Regions from separate parts of the Macaca mulatta genome. Here region 2 is linked to region 1. A link is a contact called in public Hi-C data. All regions are on one chromosome and are shown on one strand. Each heading gives the region's core, a stretch centred on a gene start, on an enhancer-like site or on the middle of the called end of the contact. The rest is flanking DNA. Distances are from core to core; before and after follow the strand shown.

The links. A called contact is a pair of places that touch in the nucleus more often than the background predicts.
Region 2: a Hi-C map of sperm shows a contact between it and region 1, with 2.7 times the contacts expected there. The contact joins two enhancer-like sites. A contact is called at or near these places in 3 of 14 Hi-C or Micro-C datasets (fetal cortical plate, fibroblasts and sperm).

The regions. Positions count from the first base shown.
Region 1 is chr2:176,229,318-176,234,191 of T2T-MMU8v2.0, reverse strand. No RefSeq gene overlaps it. Among named protein-coding and RNA genes, the nearest start is that of CCDC54, 45 kb to the left of the region's middle. Within about 2 kb of position 1,376, at least 2 of the 40 cell types and tissues checked have an H3K27ac peak or open chromatin away from gene starts, as enhancers often do.
Region 2 is chr2:176,381,004-176,386,237 of T2T-MMU8v2.0, reverse strand. No RefSeq gene overlaps it. Among named protein-coding and RNA genes, the nearest start is that of CCDC54, 110 kb to the right of the region's middle. Within about 2 kb of position 1,312, at least 3 of the 40 cell types and tissues checked have an H3K27ac peak or open chromatin away from gene starts, as enhancers often do.

The DNA.
Region 1 (4,874 bases), core at 127-2,626:
AGTGCAGGTTCATTGATTGGAACAAATGTACCACCTTGGTGCCACATGTTGACAGCAGGGGAGGTTGTGGATGTGTGGGGATGGGAGGTATATGGGAATTCCCTGTACTTTCTGCTCAATTTCGCTGTGAATCTAAAACTTCTCTGTATTAAAAATAATAATAATAAAGAATTAAACGGTTTTTTTTTTTTTCCTGAAAAGAGGGGCCGTGAATCTAGTAGACATTGACAGTATAGTGTAAAAAAGAAGAGAAAAGATAGACGTCAGTCAATACCTATGATGCAAGAATACAGAGTTTAGTTCATTACCTAGTGGGATGTATAAGAAAATATCCCTAAGGTGTCTATAAATGTAGAGATTGACATTTTGAAAAACCAGCAAAAACTTTGTGGGACTTCACTCATAAATGAAATGTCAACATAAATTGGCACAATTTATATAGCTAGGGCAGAAAGGAGAATTTTGTTACTGAATTTATGAAAAACCTGAAAGAGAAATATTTTATTTTCAAGAGAATTTTTAAGAATATTATAAACTGAATAAAATATCATGTTGCTGCTACTACAAGAACAAGTTTATCTCCATTATCGATGACAACTTTCAGAGAACTACAAATCCAGTGTCACTTGGGGCTCCGTAGTTTCTACTTCCTTTGGAAGAACTATAAAACAGATATTTTCAGCCAACAGACAGTACCACAAATCAACCAGCCGATTTTAATATGTCCTTGTCCAATCAAAGTAAATGATGAATTAACCACAAACATCAACACTGTTAATGTTTATTGGTTATTTAAAATATAATAAGCTAAATAGCACAACCAGATTGACACTCACTTTTTAGGTAAGTTTTGTTCATCTGTATTTACTTTTGTTTCTGTTTCTTTATTTCCCAATGTTAGTTAATTAACACATATATACATAGACGTCTACACATTCTCCTCCCAGAATTTGCTGCTTAAAATGTATAAAAGTCATTTTTTTTTATTGTTAACATAGTATTTGTTACAAAATCTGTTAATGTTCTCATTTCTTCCGGCAATGTGTTAATTGCTAACAAAAATAAGGTTTTCTTTACATAGTCATTACATCGACAAACACTTAGAAAATTTTGTTTGTCTTTTAAGAAAAGTAACAGTATGAATGAAATGGTCACTCACCAATTAAAGATGGTAGCTGACAACCATAAAACACATCATTCTGTTTCTGGTCTCTGTATTTGCTACTTTACATTAAATTCTAAATTTAATAAAATATTTCATTTCTCTCTCTCTCCAATGTCACCAAAATTTTCCCTCAATATCTGAGAGACGAAAATGCAACCTTACTTCCCTGAGACCTTATCCTAAGTAGTCACTGTTCAGCAAGCAGGCAGCATGTGTGCCCTACAGGCACACAATTCAAACCAAGAAGTAGAAAAGTCTTGCTGAAAAAACTTTCACATTCAAAAGCGGCACCTTTGTTGATCTCCAAGAGCTCTGGTACAGTTACTCAGCTTGTTGTCAGTTTTTGTCACTAAAATACTGCCACCTTCAGGAAGAAATGTAGGAATCTGCAATTGCATTAGTGAGGGAATCTCACTGAGAACCATTAAATGCAAATTCCACACAGCCCTTTATTAGAGCATAGCTATAATATATCCTGAGTTGTTTTTTCTATATACCTAAACATTAGTAATCTATTTTAGTAGACTTTTTTCCCTTAATAGCTTTTTTTTTTTCTGAATAGCTAGGCATTACAGTGAAAAGCTGCCCAGAAATAACAAATGGAAGATAATTCACTATTAGAGATAAAAGTAAAACTTCTTCAGTAAGACCAGGAATTCTCAGGTATTAAATTACAAAACATGAAGAACAAGCTCCAAAATATTTTCTATACTCAAATAATGAAATACATATATAGAAAATATATATGTACACAGTTTTAAGAAATAATTCCATGACCCATTATACATTTTACAAGAACTATATCTCTTTAAATCCTCTTTCAGGAGCTAAAATAGGATTTTCTTCCCCTTTACCTTCTAGGTCCTCCTTCATTTATCAGTTAACATAAAATTTAAAAGCAACTTTGTGCCAGCTGTCTAGTGTTTAAATTGAACATTTCAGTTTACATCAAGAATGTTCTCGTTCTTTTTCTCTCTCTTGCTTTTAAAAAAATTTCTAGAAGTTCAGCTCTCTATTTCATCATCTGCTCTTGGTCTGATTTTATTTCATTTCCTTTCACTTATTCTTTCCCTTATCTTCTTTTCTATCTTCTTCTCTTCTTCATTGGTGTATTTTTACTTAATTTAGAAAGTCCATTGTAATTAGCCAATTTCTTTAATGTCCTATAAGCACTATATACAGGGCCCTCTTTCTGTTTTCTCTTTATTCAAAATCCATGCCCTATTCAGACAATGCCAATAAGTACTTTTCATAAACAGGTTTTTTTTAAGTGTATGATTATTGTGGAATGTCACAAATATTTTACAAAACACTAATTATAGAGTCTGATTGGAAAGGACACACACACAAAGCCTTCTCTTATTTTAATCCTCAAAGCAGTTTGTCAGATCGCCCCAGGTTAATTTGAAAATGGAATAAATTAAAATTTCAATGTGATAACTTTGGGAAGAAGGAGGAACTTTACAAAATAACTTTGATATTCCCCTAAACGAATTGAGTGAAGACAATAACCACTACAAATCAAGTTTCTGGAAAAAGAAGATTATTAAAAGAGAAGGTATACTATCGGATATTAATAATAATTAAAACTATGTGGAATCAGTGTCTGAAAACAAGAACAGATGAACAGAGTGCAAAAGGAGCCTAGTATAGATACGAATTTAGCATGCGTTAAAGTGAGGGCAGATCGCTTATTTTTAAAATGATGTTAGAACAACTGATTAACTGTTTGAAAAAAAAAAAAATTAGAACTTCTACTTCATAAATACCCCAAAATGAAATAAATCCAGGAAAAGCAGAATTAGCCACTTGAAAATTAAGGTCTATTTTAAAACACAAATGAATACTTTTTTGATTACAACGTAGATAAGGAAGAAACAACAAAAAAGATTGATAAGTGGATTAACCTAAAAATTAAAAGCATCTCTGTTTAAAACATCATAAATATAATTAAATGACAAATGGTAACTTGGAAAAAATATTTTCAACATTAATGGCAGCTAAACGTTTAATATCTTTACATTGGAAGACATCTTACAAATAATAAGATAAATACCTACACAGCAGAAAACGAGCATTAACTATGAGCGGACCATTCAAAAGAAACATTCTTGTCTCATTAACATATTTTTTAACGTTCAATCTCATTAGCAATCAAAAATACAAATTAAAACAGGGAGTTTTGCTTTTAAAATTGATGAATATTTTTAAAAACGTAATACCTGGTTTCACCAAGGGTATTGCAAAATAGTGTTGCCATACAAACTTTTGGGATGACAATTGACTGTTTCTATCCATAGTCAATCCCCTTACCCTTCAACCAGCAGTTTCTTAGGATGCAGTCCTATATGTTTAAATAAAATAATCAATATGTAAAAAAGATCTGTATATGAGAATAATCACAATGGAGATTGGTAAAATGAATAATGGCACATATATATAAAGGAATACTATTATTTATTCAGTTTAAAAAATAATTACATGGGGAAATATTCATGTATTTACTAAGTGATTAAACAATTATTAAACTATATTATGTAATAATCATAATGTATGCTTAAATACACAGAAGAAACTGAAAACAAATTGTTAAAATATCAAACAAATTTTTTATTTTTCCTGAGCGGTAAGACCATGGTTAATTTCTTTACTTCATTTGAATTTTTTTTTTTTTTTGGTTTTTCAAATGTTCTACAACAATATGACATTTTAAACAAAACAAGACTTGTTTTAAACCAGTGAAGACCCTCATTGTAATTCCATTTCAGGTCATGTATATTAACAGAAAAACAGAAATGTCATATGTCACATACATTAAAAAAAAAAAATGATTCGTTTGTCTACACCCATAGAATGTACACCACCAGGAATGCACCCTAATATAAATTATGGACTTTGGGTGATACAATGTGTCAATGTAGGTTCATTGATTGGAACAAATGTACCAGTTTGGTGTGGGATGTTGATAGTGAGGTAGACTGTGTGCCTGTGGGAACAGGGAACTCTCTGTACTTTCTGCTAAATTTTTCTGCGAATGTAAAACTGCTCTAAAAAATACAGTTAAAAAAAATGATTCCCAGAATGCAAACTGGATGCAAAGTAAATCTGGCATTGCTTAGCACAGAAATATGATTTAGTGAAGAAGGCTTTGAGATATGCTGAACAGGTGTCTAAGAAATTTTTAGATATCAATTGCTTTGAGCAAATCTATATCTCATATGAGTATAAAATTAATATATAATATTTTCTCATTTGCTTTCTTATCCACATAGGTAGAAGGAAGTGTCCTACACCAGCTCTGTCCAATATAAAATATAAGAGTCACATAAATAATTTTATTTTACTATTTTTTGAATTTTATTTTTGAGACAGGGCCTCACTCCATCCCCAGGCTTGAGTGCAGTGGCATGATCATGGCTTACTGCAGCCTCTACCTCCCAAACTCAAGTGATCCGCCCACCTCAGCCTCCCAAAGTGCTGGGCCAGGCACCATACCCAGCCTCTCACACATAATTTTAAATTATCTGGTAGCCACCATTAAAAAAAAGTAAAAGGAAATGTGTAAAATTAATTTTAATAACATATTTCATTTAACCCAGTATATCCAATTACCATTTCAAAATATAATCAGTATAAAGATTATTGAGATATTTTATCCATTTTATCATATTAAATCATTGAAATCTGATGTGAATTTTACATATGCAGC
Region 2 (5,234 bases), core at 63-2,562, 150 kb before region 1:
TCTTCCAAAACTGTTTCCATGCAAACACACTTGAAAAGACATTTCAGAATAAAAGCTGTCAATGTATCTGCTCTGAAGATGTACAGAAATGCAAAAGATCTGTGGAAAATTGTTTCCCAACAATATTTTTACAAAATTACAGTACAATTATAGCACACTCATCTCTGTACTAATCTGTATGCTTACTTAGAAGATGAAAACCCTATACTCTTCTAAATTGTCGCCAAGTTTCCTTTCTTAATAATCCAATACAAAATGTTTGCTCATTATTTTTAATAGGAAGTTTGTGAAAGGCACCTAAGTATGCTGAAAGAGGTCATCTATCTCTCAAGAATAAGTTGCTATTTTGTCTCAGCAGCAAAGATTTAACAAAGAAAAAGATATTTTCTACTGTCACAATCATCCAAGGACGTGCTTACTAAATCCTTCCCTTGGCATCTAGCAAAAGAGGTCAGGGTCTGTGAATAAGGCAAGGGAATTTAGGAGTAGGAGGAGTAAAACAGAAAACAAAACCAAAATAAACAAACAAAAAAACCCCATGTTCCTTTTGGTAAATGAAGCATATACTAGGAGATCAAACTAATCTGGACTTTATGGAAATGTGTGCAGTCAATTTCCTTGGAATTCATCAGCCTGTAGGTCCTAGTCACTCATGTTGACTGTAATAATACAAATTTCAGTGTTCTTTTTCCCCACCCAGGAGAATTTCTAGGAATTCCTAAGGGAGGTTTCACAAGCACTCATCAAGTCTGTTCTTATCATTCCATCTTTTACCACTGGGCAAACACTGCATAGCGTGAAGTCTCTGGGATGCTGAGGCCTTCCACCACAGCTAAGGCCTGGGTCCCACAAAATACAAAGCCTCATCTCATCGTGTTACTGCATTAACTTTCTATTGCTGCGTAGAAAACTACCACAAACATAGTGACTTGAAGTAACACAAATTATCTCACACTTCTGTAGCTCAGAATTCTGGCATAGCTCAACTGAGTTCTCTGCTTAGGGTCTCTCAAGGCTGACATGAGATATTCACTTGGCTGGACTTTTTTATGGAGGCCCTAGGAAGGAAATCTGCTTCCAAACTCATTCAAGTTGTTGGCCAAATATGGACATAGGTCTACGTTTCTCTGCTGGCTATAGCCAGGAGCCACTCTCAGCTCTTTAAGACCACCTGCATTCTGTGGCACAACCTGCTCTCCCGAGTCTTCAAGCCAGCAACAGCGCATCAACTCCCTGTCATGTTTTGAATCTCTGACTTCCTCTTCTGATCCTACAGAAAACGCTCTGCCTTAAAAGGAGTCATCAGATTAGATCAGGCCCACCTGGATTGTCACCATACTTTAAGGTCAATTAATTTACTTGGGACTTTAATTACATCTGCAAAATCCCTTCAAAGAAGTACTTGGATTTGTATTTGAATGAATAAGCAGAGGTCAGAAATCTTGGGCACTGGTCCGTCGTTAGAATCCTGCCTCCCAGTTACTGTGTGAAGAGTCTCTTTCATCTCTGCTTCCCACTATTTTAGAGAGGTCTGGTAAAGCATTGTTTGTGCACTTATATGTAAGAATTTTTCGAAGATCAGATCTTTGGAGATTTACATATAGACCCATTGCTCTCCACAGTATTTCAACCAAAACATAATGGGGTCTTTGCTACAAGTCAAATGAAAGTGCAAAGGTTGATGCTACATACAGAATTGCACAACCACAAAGATAACTAACGCTTTATCACAGATTAGGACAAATACTTTCTCGGAAATATCAGTCCTTCAGGAAAATTCTTTTGGGGAGATGGCCTTACCAGCACACCAGGCATGCCCAGACCTGTCTGAATTCCAGTTAAGTCTACAGCCTGTTCTCTTACTCCATTTACATACTATTGATAAGGAATCTCCAAGCTTCCTGTCTCAGAGAACATTGAGCACTCTGAGCTGCTTCTCTCCGAGAACACAGAGAGCATGTTTCTTGCTCAGCAGCTAAATGTCTGACTTGTCATTTGAGACAAATGGGGATTTATGCTTCCCTCGTTTATGTGCTTCCTCAAATGACAAGCCTCAGACTTTTTGTGCTTGGAAAGAGCAAGGGTAAAGTACCAATTAACCAAACACATTGCCAGAAAGGACAGGTAGTCACAAATGACTACCGTGTCATTTCTGTAAGAAGGTCTGCAGGACCAGAGTTAAGTAAAAAAATTAGGCCTTGTTTTCTAAATATAGCATGGAGAATAGCAGAATCAAAACAGGAATGGCATTTGCATTATGGGAAGCAATGATTTAGTCCCTTCCTTTTACTTTTTTCATCCAGTTTGCTTTAAACACACAGCTCAACTGTGAACTGACTGAACTGTGAAGAAGGCAGACAGAAATGTAAGTGGGAAAAAAGGCCACCAACCAATCTTTAGTATTTTTTGACTTTGATTGGCCACTGGTGTCGGATAAAATCACCCTTGCTGGAAAGTAACTTCAAAAAGCAGGACATAGCACTAGTACTCAGGCTACATAATATGTGTCATATATTTTTTTCAAAGTCTAAGATCCACATAATGCTGTTCATTGTTTGGCAAAAACAAAAATGTTAGATTTTGTGTCTTGACTTCTGAAACAATGTGGAAAACAGCCAAACAGATTGGTCAGTGTATTGCACGTTTTTAGGGAGTTCTTCTATTAAGCCACCCATTCAATAGACAGTTAATAAAATCAGCCAACAAAGGCAATGAAGAATTTAATTTCAGAATTTTATTTTCCTTTTATGAGTCTCAAGATAATTTATGTAGAACAGAATGATGGGCATGAGGAGAGATACCTTCCAGGTTTACATTCTACTCCTCCTCAAAACTAAGGGCTCTGAGCAACAACCAGGTTATATGTTTATGCTTAACCGAGGAAAAATGATAGAATCTCCTAGAAGAGATACAACAATCCTATAATAGTTGTCTATTTCTAACTGTGGTTTCAAATCAGAACAAAAATGAAAAATAAAGTAAGTGGATACATGGGGAAAAGGAGAGGCTATTTCCTGTCTATGAAGAATTAAGGTAATGAATTTTTACAAGAAGAAAGTTGACATTGAATCTAAATTATTGGAAGACAAGTATATATAAATCATTTCCATATTTGTACTTAGCCAGCCATGGCTTCCAAAAAAATATGTGCAAGTATTAAAATTCAGGTAAAACAAGAAGTAATAACCCAAATCACTTAAATCTTAGCTTCTGTTAACCATGGATAAAGATGTAAATAGTGCTTAATTGCTGAAAACTACAAAAAGAGCTTTGAGATGTAACGGTAAGTGTCGGGACTAGAAGTCACATAGACTTATGTTTGGTGCCTAATTCTGCCCTTTTTGTGACTGTGTGGCTATAGGCATTTTTCTTAACTTTTCTGAGCCTCAGTTTCCTTGCCTATAAGGTATAAAGAAAACCTTTCTTGTTTTTCTACTGCGTGTGTCTTCCATGGCCCCCTTTCTTCATTCCTCCTATTCTGAGATAACGTGGCAGAGACTGACTACGTATTCCTCAAACCTGTTTCTTATTTCTGGGCCAGCAGCTGAATGATAGTGTCCAATAGTCGTGCATCCAGGTGGCCCATATGACAGGCCTCTCTGACAGAACAGAAGCAGAAGTTATGTGTCTCATCCAGTCTGGGGCAGTTTCTTTTCCCCTCACAGGGTAATCTTGGAGGCCACATTTTGAAGATGGCAGAAATACTACACAGAAAGCCTAGATCCTTGGGTCACTATTTGGAAGAGAGCTGCTTGACCAGGAACATGTGTAATTGACTCTGCCTATGTGGAAAATAAATTTACACTATTATAAGCTGCTGAGATTTGGGGGTTGTTTGTTACAGCCGTATTATTTACCCTGCCACTGAAATTGGTACTTCGAAGTGGAGCATTGCTATAATAAAAACGTGAAATATGTGTCACTAGCTTGGCACTTGGGCAGTGAAGAGCAAGAACACAGCGATAATAGGCAGAATGCCTGGAGAGTCATACCATACAGTGACATAGTATCTGTTAAAATTGTCATCTGCCATCAAATGGAAGGCGTACTACATACCTACTTAGCAAGTAGGTTTACGGGGAGAGGCTGGGAAACGGAGAACGAATAGTGTGCGTTGGTTGTTGCTGACTGCTGGCAGCAAAGTATTACAAGAAAAAAGCACAGGAAAGGACTGGCCAGTTTGGGGAAAGATGTTAAAGGGAATGAGGAGTACAGAAAGTCAAGGGCTTGCTGGGTGGAAAAGTCAACTATTTCTTAACTTGAAATCATAGAAGATGATATTTAAAAACAGAGATGAAGTCTAGAGGGAAGCCTAGTACCCTCTTGGATAGAATGACAGTCTTTCAGCAAAAGCATATTAAGACTGTGGTGTTCCCACTCGAGCCTGGCAGCTTCAGGGTTGCCATCATTAAGTTGAGTATGTGAGACAGGGATCTGAAGAAGCAAAGTAAAGCACCCTTGAGAATTATATCTAGGAAGGTACTTTGGGTGTGGTAAACACATGAAAATGAGTCAGTAGAAAGCTACTAAATTTCCTTGAAAAATACATTGCCCAGTACCAGAAGTCTGAAATTAAAATGTCAGACTTTTAAGACTTACAAAAAGCTTGAGTCTTTAACTTCCATGAACAAATAAAGTTAGGAAAGCTGTATAACTCCCAAAGAGGGCTTACTCTTAATACCCAGTTCAGAGAAAGCCATGGAAAATAATAAACTTGGAAGAAATTGCTAGAGATCAAAGCCAGGGGCCACAGAAAGCAACAGACTAAAAAAAAAAAAAAAAAAAAAAAAAAAAAAAAATCCTCAAGGACAGTAGCAATTGGCACTAATCAAAGGACTTCTCCTACCCCAGAGTGGGAAATCCTCACAATGTTGACTAAGTGGAATTTCAGAATTGCCATAGCCTGATGATTTTCCTGTGTCTTTCATTCTGCTGATTTTTTAATGAGAATATTTACAGGCTGTCTTGTGCCTGTTTTACTAACTGTGTGTTGGGGATGGAGGGGAGCAAACGGATCACTGTCTTTTAGATCATGGGCTACGCAAGCACAAGGAGCCACATCTAGGACTAAAGGAGATAATTTCACATCACTTGAACATCTTGGACTTAGAGCTAGAAGCAGGGACTGACTGGATGAGATCTTGTGTTTTCCACTTAAGAAAGGGGCTTATATATTCTATGTGTGAGAGGAAGCGTGAAATTGGTATTTGATGATCAAAAGGACAAACTATGAC